Regions from separate parts of the Mus musculus genome. Here region 2 is linked to region 1. Evidence: chromatin contacts called from public HiChIP or PLAC-seq data. All regions are on one chromosome and are shown on one strand. Each heading gives the region's core, a stretch centred on a gene start, on an enhancer-like site or on the middle of the called end of the contact. The rest is flanking DNA. Distances are from core to core; before and after follow the strand shown.

Region 1 (3,935 bases), core at 526-3,025:
TTTTCCCTTCTGGAAATCTGCTTACCTCCACTGGCCAAACATAACCACATTGGACTGCAGTGTGAAAGCTGGAAAATATGGTGTTATTCTGAGTGTCTATCCAAACACAGGGATCTGGTCCTTTTTATTTGAAAAGGAGACAGGGGTCTCTGTTGTAAGTGGTCACTTCTCCATGGTCATCCTCATCTCCCTGTGAAGAGCAGCAGCTGACCTCCCCTAGCCCCAAAACCTTTCCGTTACCTCTGACAGCAAATCACACTCCTGCTTCTCCAACTCTTCCTTCCCTATACACACCACGTCTCAGCACAGGGCTGACCACAGCTTCTCTTCTCAGCCCCAACTCTCCTCTCAGTCATGTCCCCAACTCCCAACCCAAATAAGAATCTGCTGTCCTTCCAGAGTCTGGTACAGGGAGGAAGGTGTCCACTGAGGGCAGGCGCAGTCATCCAGGCAAGGCCTCCCCAAACCCTGCTCAGGACCGGGAGTGGGAGATGCAGCAGGTACAGGCGGGGCTTCTGCATCAGACCTCTGTGAACCCCAAACCAGTTCAATTTAGAACAGTAGAGCAGTTGAGCTGAGTAAGATGCCCAGTAGTGCTGTGGAACCACAGCCAGCCTCCTAGGACGCCCTTTTCAAGAGTATTCTAACTCCTTCAGCACTGAGTTCGGGTCCTGTTCCCATAGGCTCTGCTCAGCAGGCCCTGTCCCAGTGCTCACCTGCCCTGTGCGCACCGCTGGTCTGTGTGCTCCAGTGTGCACCTGCCCTATGGGCACTCCTGGTCTGGGTGCTCCGTAACAGGCACAGAACTCCATTTCTGTACAAAGAAATCACACGAGCGCAGATATCTGTGTTTGTAGCAGACTTTACTGAGGATTTGAAGAGATGAAGGGGGCTTACATAGAAAAAAAATTACAAAAACCTTAAAATTGAATATTAGACATCTGTGAGTGTAAAAAAAAAATAATAATAAAAGCCACCATTCCCGTGGCCTGGGCTCTGGCTCTCTAGGAAGGCACACACATACCTGTGCCCTTTCTAATTCACTAAGTGTATGTACAAAAGCCAAGTTCCAGACACTTTTTAAAGAAATTTATTTCAGAGATTAGGCTTCACTGTGTAGTCCATGATGATCTCGTTCTTCTCCTGGGAGTTGGGGGGCAGAGGGAATTATAGCTGTGCAGCCAGGTGCCTGGCTGGGCATATTAGTTAGCTACATTCTACACAGTCAAGTCTTTGGGGGGAAAGGTAGTTTTCCTTCTGATCTGTTAGATAGGTTGTCCAAGGTGCCACCGAACCCTGCAACCATAGCTCTAGCAGGTTTTCAGCAGGGGTCAGACCCAGGTGGCCCCTGGGTAGCAACCCTGGAGGCAGCTCCCACTGTTCTGGCCTGGTGGCCAGAGAGGTGTTATACTGGCCCACAGTCACTGCCTTCCCTCAGTCCTCCAACCTCTGCCATCTGACTCAACCCCCAGCCTGGGAAAGACTGAGTGTGCATAGACTAGGGACACAAGGCCTATGGAAGAGGACTAGGACACAGCCACTTACACATATACATAGACAAGCTCTCTCTCTCTCTCTCTCTCTCTCTCTCTCTCTCTCTCTCTCTGTGTGTGTGTGTGTGTGTGTGTGTGTGTGTGTGTGTGTGTGTTTATTCATTTATTTGATTTTTGGTTTTATGGGGTTTTTTTGGGGTGGGGTGGGGTGGGGAGGTGGACTCAGGGCACATTCTTTCCATTCCTGTGACACATTGTTGACACAATCTGCTCCATCAGTGTCAGACCCTGTGAGGCAACAGACCTTTCACCTGTCCCTACATTTTCACCTGTCTCTAACATTTCCTGCTAACTAGATAACACACCATAAGGTTTCCACTCCCAAGATGGAGGGCTCTCTATCCCCAGGACTCTGGGGACTCTTGGTCATCTCACAGACCCAATGACACTGGTCATGCCTGGTTCACTCTCTTTTGCCTTTAGCCTGGCTGCCAAGCGATGCAGACCCAGAAAAGTTTCCAGCCCCAGACACCCAGGGGAGCAGGCTAGATGGGCTCAGGAGCAACAGTTCCACCTGCTCCTCTGTACAAACCAAATGCTCTAGAGCTCATTTCTAAATATAGCATCAAAGGAATGTGTTCCCTTGCTACACCTCCAGGCCTTGCCACCATCCTGAGAGCATTCCAAAGTGCACATCCACACAGGGAACACAGGGGCCACAGGACTGAGCTGCCTGCCTTCCTACCTGGCCTGTTCGCTGGCAGTATGTCCAACCTCTGTCAGTCAGCACACCCCTGGGGCACACCCATCCCCTCCCTGTCTCCAGGCCTCTCCATTCTCCCTCGGAATGTTCCTTCCGATCCACTTGTCTTCTCTACAGTGGTCAGTGCAGAGGTCAGACCTCAACAGCCTCCCTTAAAGTGAAGCTGACCTTGGGTACACACACACACACACACACACACACACACACACACACACACACACACACCCAGCACTTCCCACTACCTACAAGTCTCCTTAACTGGTTTCCAGTCACTGCCCTCCCCTCAGTCCAAAGTAAACTCCTAGCCACCCTGTCTATTCTGATCATGGACGCATTCCCAGAGTCTGCCACACCTCAGAAGTCAAACAACCACTCACAAAACAAATGAAAAAAATACAACCAACAACCTAAGCAACTTCCCAAAGCTCTCTGGGCCTTGTTTTTTCAGTCTTTAAAATAGGAAAGCAGGGCACAGTGAGGAACACCTGTAGTCCCAGGAAGCTGAGGCAGGAGGATCACTGGAATCAATAGCCCAGGCAAGAGAGGAAGATCTCACCTAAAAAAGACAAATGGTTTCAGCACAGTACCAGCTTGGCAGGATAAGTGAGGTTCCCTAAGTCAAGTGCCATGTTAACTTGAATGGAGAGGCAGTAAGACAGTCTTATATGGTGACTTTCCATTAGGCCACTGAGGTCAGTTAACACAGGAAAAACTTAGGACCCACACTGGGACCGAACATCTGAACGGACCTGCTTCCAATAGGAAAAGGTTATACCCTTCATGTTCCAAAAAGGCTGACTACATACATCGAAGTCTGAAATGTCTGAGGCTGGGGCTTGCAGGAGCTCTGCTCCTGGGCGGCATAAGCAGGGGAGGAGGCCAGGGCTAGGATGTTGGGGGGTGGGGGGGAGGGAAGGGCTGCAAACATAGGCCTGCACGTGGACTGGTGAATCCTGGTCACAAGGTCAGGGATGCAGTAGTCTTTCTGGGACCCTGGCCCTGTTTGATAGCAGGACCTTTACATAGTGCAGTAGGAAGGGAGGAGGCCTGGGTCTAGCCACCATCCTAACACGGTAGGGAGCAGCATATGGGTTAAATTGCTCTGAGTTAAGGAGAAGGAATTTGGGGCTACAGAAAGACTGGGCGGCTTGTCCGTCTTCCTCATCTGAGATGCAGCCAACCTCCTTCCATATGCCTATTTGCATACTTCTGGCATAGTCACTTAGCCTGTGTCAAACCTTGGCCCCAACACCAAAAACCACAGAAATAACATCAATAAATATTAGCCACCTTCCTCTCATAACCTGTTCCCTCAAGGACTACCTCTTCCCTGAGACCCTCGGATTCCTCCTCTCTGTGACAGGCAGTTACTGTAGGGACCACCCCACCCTAGTGCATATAGCTCTCCAGCCAGGGTTCTTAGCTGGAGTTGAAGTTCTCACGGTTAGTACCAATGCATATTTATTGAACATGTGGATGTGCTCAGCACTGTGTGAGGCACTGTCCATACACGAGGTAGGTGAATGTTATACCCATTTTACAGATGGGGAAACTGAGGCACCACAACATTTTTTTTTTAAAGGTTGCACACCAAAGTCAGGCTAGACTGACTCCAGAGCCCTTGTCCCTCACCTCTGTAGCATCACCACAATGCTGCCCTGCCCATTTCTGCATCCTCA
Region 2 (3,935 bases), core at 390-2,889, 76 kb after region 1:
AGGTGAGACTGCTGTGAGTTCAAGGCCTCCTTGGTCTTTTGCTTCTGTCTCAGGAAAAAAAAAAAAAGTGGCAGGAGAATGAAAGCCACCTCTTACTAAGGTGGACGTATCATGCCAGCCTAAACTGCAGGAAACTTCTGTCTCAAAAGGAAACAACCTAACAAGCTCTTCTCCTTTTAGGGGGTCCACCCCCATAAACATGACCATCCTAGCCCCTAAGGGCAAACAAAGATCTCAGCTTTGCTTAGCCTACCAGCAGTTCCCTAAGGATTTTGCCAGAACAGGATCCACACTCCCTCACAGAGACAGCTGCCTGGAAGGGGGCAGGTGTAGGCAGCTTCCTGCCAGCAATGCTCAACCCAGCAGGGATGGCAAGAGGGGCACCTCCAACTACTACTGTCAAATTCTCCCTGAACACAAAGAACTTGGAGACATTGTCCCCTGCCGCGGTTCTTCAGGAAGAAGTCAGAGCCAGAACCAACATCCTCAGAGCGAGGACTTGGAGAGGAGAGTCCTGGAGAGGAGGCATCGCACACCCACGCCCACTCCGACACTCGGGATTTCAGACAAGCACCTTCTTCAAGTAGCGATGCACACAGGGTCGCGTTTAGCACAAACAAATCCTCCTCCTGGAAGCAAGGTGAGTCACTGCGCACAGATATCTCTTCCTCGGGAACACCCAAAACTTAAGGATGCTGGCGCAGTAATACCTATCTTTGAACTCACTCACTGAATCGGACGGAGTGTGGGTGTGCCTGGAGCCCCCTGACACGTGTGTGCACCGCGGCGCGCGCCCCTGGGCTGCCTGCTAGAGTATAGTGCCTTGGAGTTTGGGAACTCCGGTCCATCACTCCCATCACTTCTCACCGTGGGGAGCAACGGCGTCTCAAACCCTGGGGACCTCTGCACAAGGTCCAGGCAATACACCTCCCTTATGGGCTCTCTTCTCCAGGCAGAAAAGTAGAAAAGGGCCTGGCTGAGGCTCGTTAGTCTCAACTTCAGCCGAGCGACCCTGCTCTGTCCAGCCCCTAGACTCCACCGCCCGCACGTGCCCCACTGGCCCCCTAGTGTTGCCCGGGACCACGCGGGACGCGGGTGTCCTCCGAACTCAGCAGCCTTACCGGTCCCAGGGTTCGGGAGGCGGGGTGGGAGAGCTCGGCCGGCTGCGGCAGGTCCACGCGGGGCGCCAAGTCTTCCAGCCGCGGCGACCGCTGCGGGGCCCCGAGCGCGTAGCTGAGGCCGGTCCCCACCCCCGGGACTGGAGTTTGCAGAGGAGCCCGGCAGGAATGCACGGAATGGGCGCTGGAATGAGACGCGCGCGGCTGGGGAGGGAGCGGAGGGAGTGGCGCTGCCACCCGCACCTTTGGGAGGAGACCGGGCCAGAGAGAGGCTGGGCTCCACGGCTGGGCGGAGCCCGGGAACCGCGGGCGGCCACGGGACAGGACACGGCGGAGACACCCGGGAACCCCGCGGACCCCTCGGCGCCTCTCGCCGCTCGCACCCACACCCCTTGACTCTGATCTACCGATTTCCCGCTCTCATCCAGCTCCCCACACCCCCGGGTTGCGTTGAGTCCTAACTGTCTCTCCACCACCTCCAGCCGAAAACCGTCCCCTCCGCCGGGGTGGGGCGCGCCTCGCTGCGCTCCTGGAGTACGCGGACAGGAGCAGGAAGGGCTGTTCCCTTCCCCGAGGCTGCTACGGAGGACACTCGCTCCGGGAGCAGGAAGCAGGAACTCCCGGCTCTGCTCCCAGATCCGCCACCGCTTTCCCTCGCCAGCCCTCCCCAACATCAGTCTTTCAGTTCTTTCCTTGTCCCTTGGGATCTGCAGAACTGTCACTTCTCAAAGAGCAGGAAAGGAGAGACCAGTCATGGGTCTACCGGATGCTGGGAGAAATAATAAAGATTAGGTCCCAGCAGTGGTTCATAGAGAGCTGGAACTTAGCTGGTTACCCAAGGTACAGGACAGAGTCGCCATGAAGTTAGAAGTCTGAGTTTTAAAGAAGGGTGCCAGATCAATTTAGGAGAAACACGTGAGCTCGGGCTGCGAGTCTTTAGAACCATTTGGCTTAAATCAGTTACTACCTAGCTCCCGCATTCACCTTGTCACTTTGAGAAACTTAAAATCAAAGAAAAGCCTTCACTATTCCCCAAAATCAAACAATCTCTGAAGCACTAGCATTAAGCTTTTATTGGTGTGGCTCTCCCAGCCAGAGCTGGTGAAACAAACTCGGGCCAGCAGTAAATCTCCAGAATTATCTTATCGTTTGCTCAACGCTAACAACGCAAGATGGAGATACACATACTACATGAGGGTAGGGTAGCACGGGGAGACGCTGAAAGAAAGTATTATAAATGTCAGGGTTGTGACCGAGAGAGGCGATCTAAAGAGTCCACGGAAATGCCAGCATCACCACGGGACTGAGTATCTATCCAGCCTCGCAAAGCGAGGACTTTGAAGGATGCAGCCCTCATTTGGATGTATAACTTCTGGTGAGCTTATTAAATGGTGAGTCATAACAAAGCCTGGTCACATCCCATTCACATGAAAAGAACATTGCAAGGCAGCAAGCGTATCTGTGAGCGTGAAGTACAGACTGTCCCACCACTTAATTGGACACTCCTTCATTGAACCTGGTACCAAGCTCAGTGCAGAAACAGACCCCTGCCTTCAAGAGGTTCACTGTCGAAGCCAGACAGTAGTTCATTATTGCAAATCCACATGAATTTGAGAACAAAACCAACAGAATTAATTCAAGGCACTGGGGTGACTTTCCCCAGTTTAATGTCTACTCCCTGTGTGTGCTAGGCAATGCTCTACCAGTGTGCTATGGCCCCAGCCTTGATTCCTTTTGGTTTCTGAGACTGAGTCTACTGAGTTAATCAGGCTGACCTTGAACTCTCTCAGCTGCTCTGGCCTCAGCCTTAGGAATAGCTGGAATTCCATTACAGGTCTCTGCTACCAGGTCTGCGGGGTGACCTTGATCCAGCTCTTGATGGAAACCTGAGTTCACCAACCGCTGTTTCAGGAAGGTTTGGTGTGAAAATAAGAGCTAGTAGGTGCTACACACCAGTGGGGGTCCACATGTGAAACGACAGCAGGACCTGAAAACCAGCATGAACCAAAGACTAAGAGAGGTGAGCCCCAGACTGTGAGGCTCATACAAGCTATACTGAAGATGTGGCCGTCATCAAGGCCACGCAGACTCAGGACTCACTTTCTTGATTCTATCATTAGACCCTCTGATGACAGTATTGCATGCATATGGAGACCCCTGTCCTGTCCTAAATACAAGAAGTGACCCTGTGACTGAATAGAGGCTCAGGATCCAGAAATGAAGATAAGGTCATGTGTGATCTGCAGATAGAAATTGTCTTTGAGGCTGAGACAGAAAGCATTTACAGCAGGATAGCTGGCCACGTCTCAACTGAAGGAAGAACTCTGGCCAGCTGTGGCCAGGGCCAGAGAAAGTTAAAGCAGGCAGAGCAAGCATTCGAGGCCAGCCTGGACTACGTTGCAAAACTCTGCCTCAAAAATAAATATAGGGGCTGGAGAGATGGCTCAGAGGTTGAGAACACTGACTGCTCTTCCAGAGGTCCTGAGTTCAATTCCCAGCAACCACATTATAATTCACAACCATCTATAATGGTATATGGCGCCCTCTTCTGGTGGGCAGGTACATATGCAGGCAGAACACAGTACAGAATAAAAGATAGATAGATAGATAGATAGATAGATAGATAGATAGATAGATAGATAGATGATAGATAGATAGATAGATAGATAGATAGATAGATAGATAGATAGAATTAATGAATTTAAACTACAGAAATTAGGATAATGTGGAAGGGGAGTCTGGCCATAACAATGTGGTTTCAAAAGGGAGGATAGCCCTTCAGGTACAAAAGGATGATTGGAAAGCCCTTTGCTTGCT

Evidence for each region. HiChIP or PLAC-seq counts read pairs in DNA pulled down with a chosen protein or histone mark.
Region 2: a contact with region 1 is called in an H3K27ac HiChIP or PLAC-seq map of extraembryonic endoderm stem cells. The contact joins the promoter of Tead4 here to the enhancer-like site in region 1. A contact is called at or near these places in 22 of 39 promoter capture datasets (the 3T3-L1 cell line, 3T3-L1-derived adipocytes, the C10 cell line and 12 more), 7 of 15 datasets of contacts at CTCF or cohesin (the NIH/3T3 cell line, embryonic stem cells, liver and 1 more), 151 of 484 Hi-C or Micro-C datasets (the 4T1 cell line, the 63-12 cell line, the AML12 cell line and 70 more), 36 of 115 datasets of contacts at active chromatin or transcription factors (the NIH/3T3 cell line, Th17 cells, astrocytes and 19 more) and 4 of 9 other capture datasets (adipose tissue, embryonic stem cells, embryonic tail and 1 more).

What each region holds. Positions count from the first base shown.
Region 1 is chr6:128,223,441-128,227,375 of GRCm38.p6, forward strand. It overlaps Tead4 (TEA domain family member 4), which reads right to left. Exons shown (of 12, transcript NM_011567.2): 12 at 3,703-3,935. Among named protein-coding and RNA genes, the nearest start is that of 9330102E08Rik, 42 kb to the left of the region's middle. Within about 2 kb of position 1,776, at least 31 of the 459 cell types and tissues checked have an H3K27ac peak or open chromatin away from gene starts, as enhancers often do. A contact at or near this core is called in the AML12 cell line, extraembryonic endoderm stem cells, pancreatic cancer cells and 1 more, where this site is marked.
Region 2 is chr6:128,299,174-128,303,108 of GRCm38.p6, forward strand. It overlaps Tead4 (TEA domain family member 4), which reads right to left and starts at 1,640. Exons shown (of 12, transcript NM_011567.2): 1 at 1,122-1,640.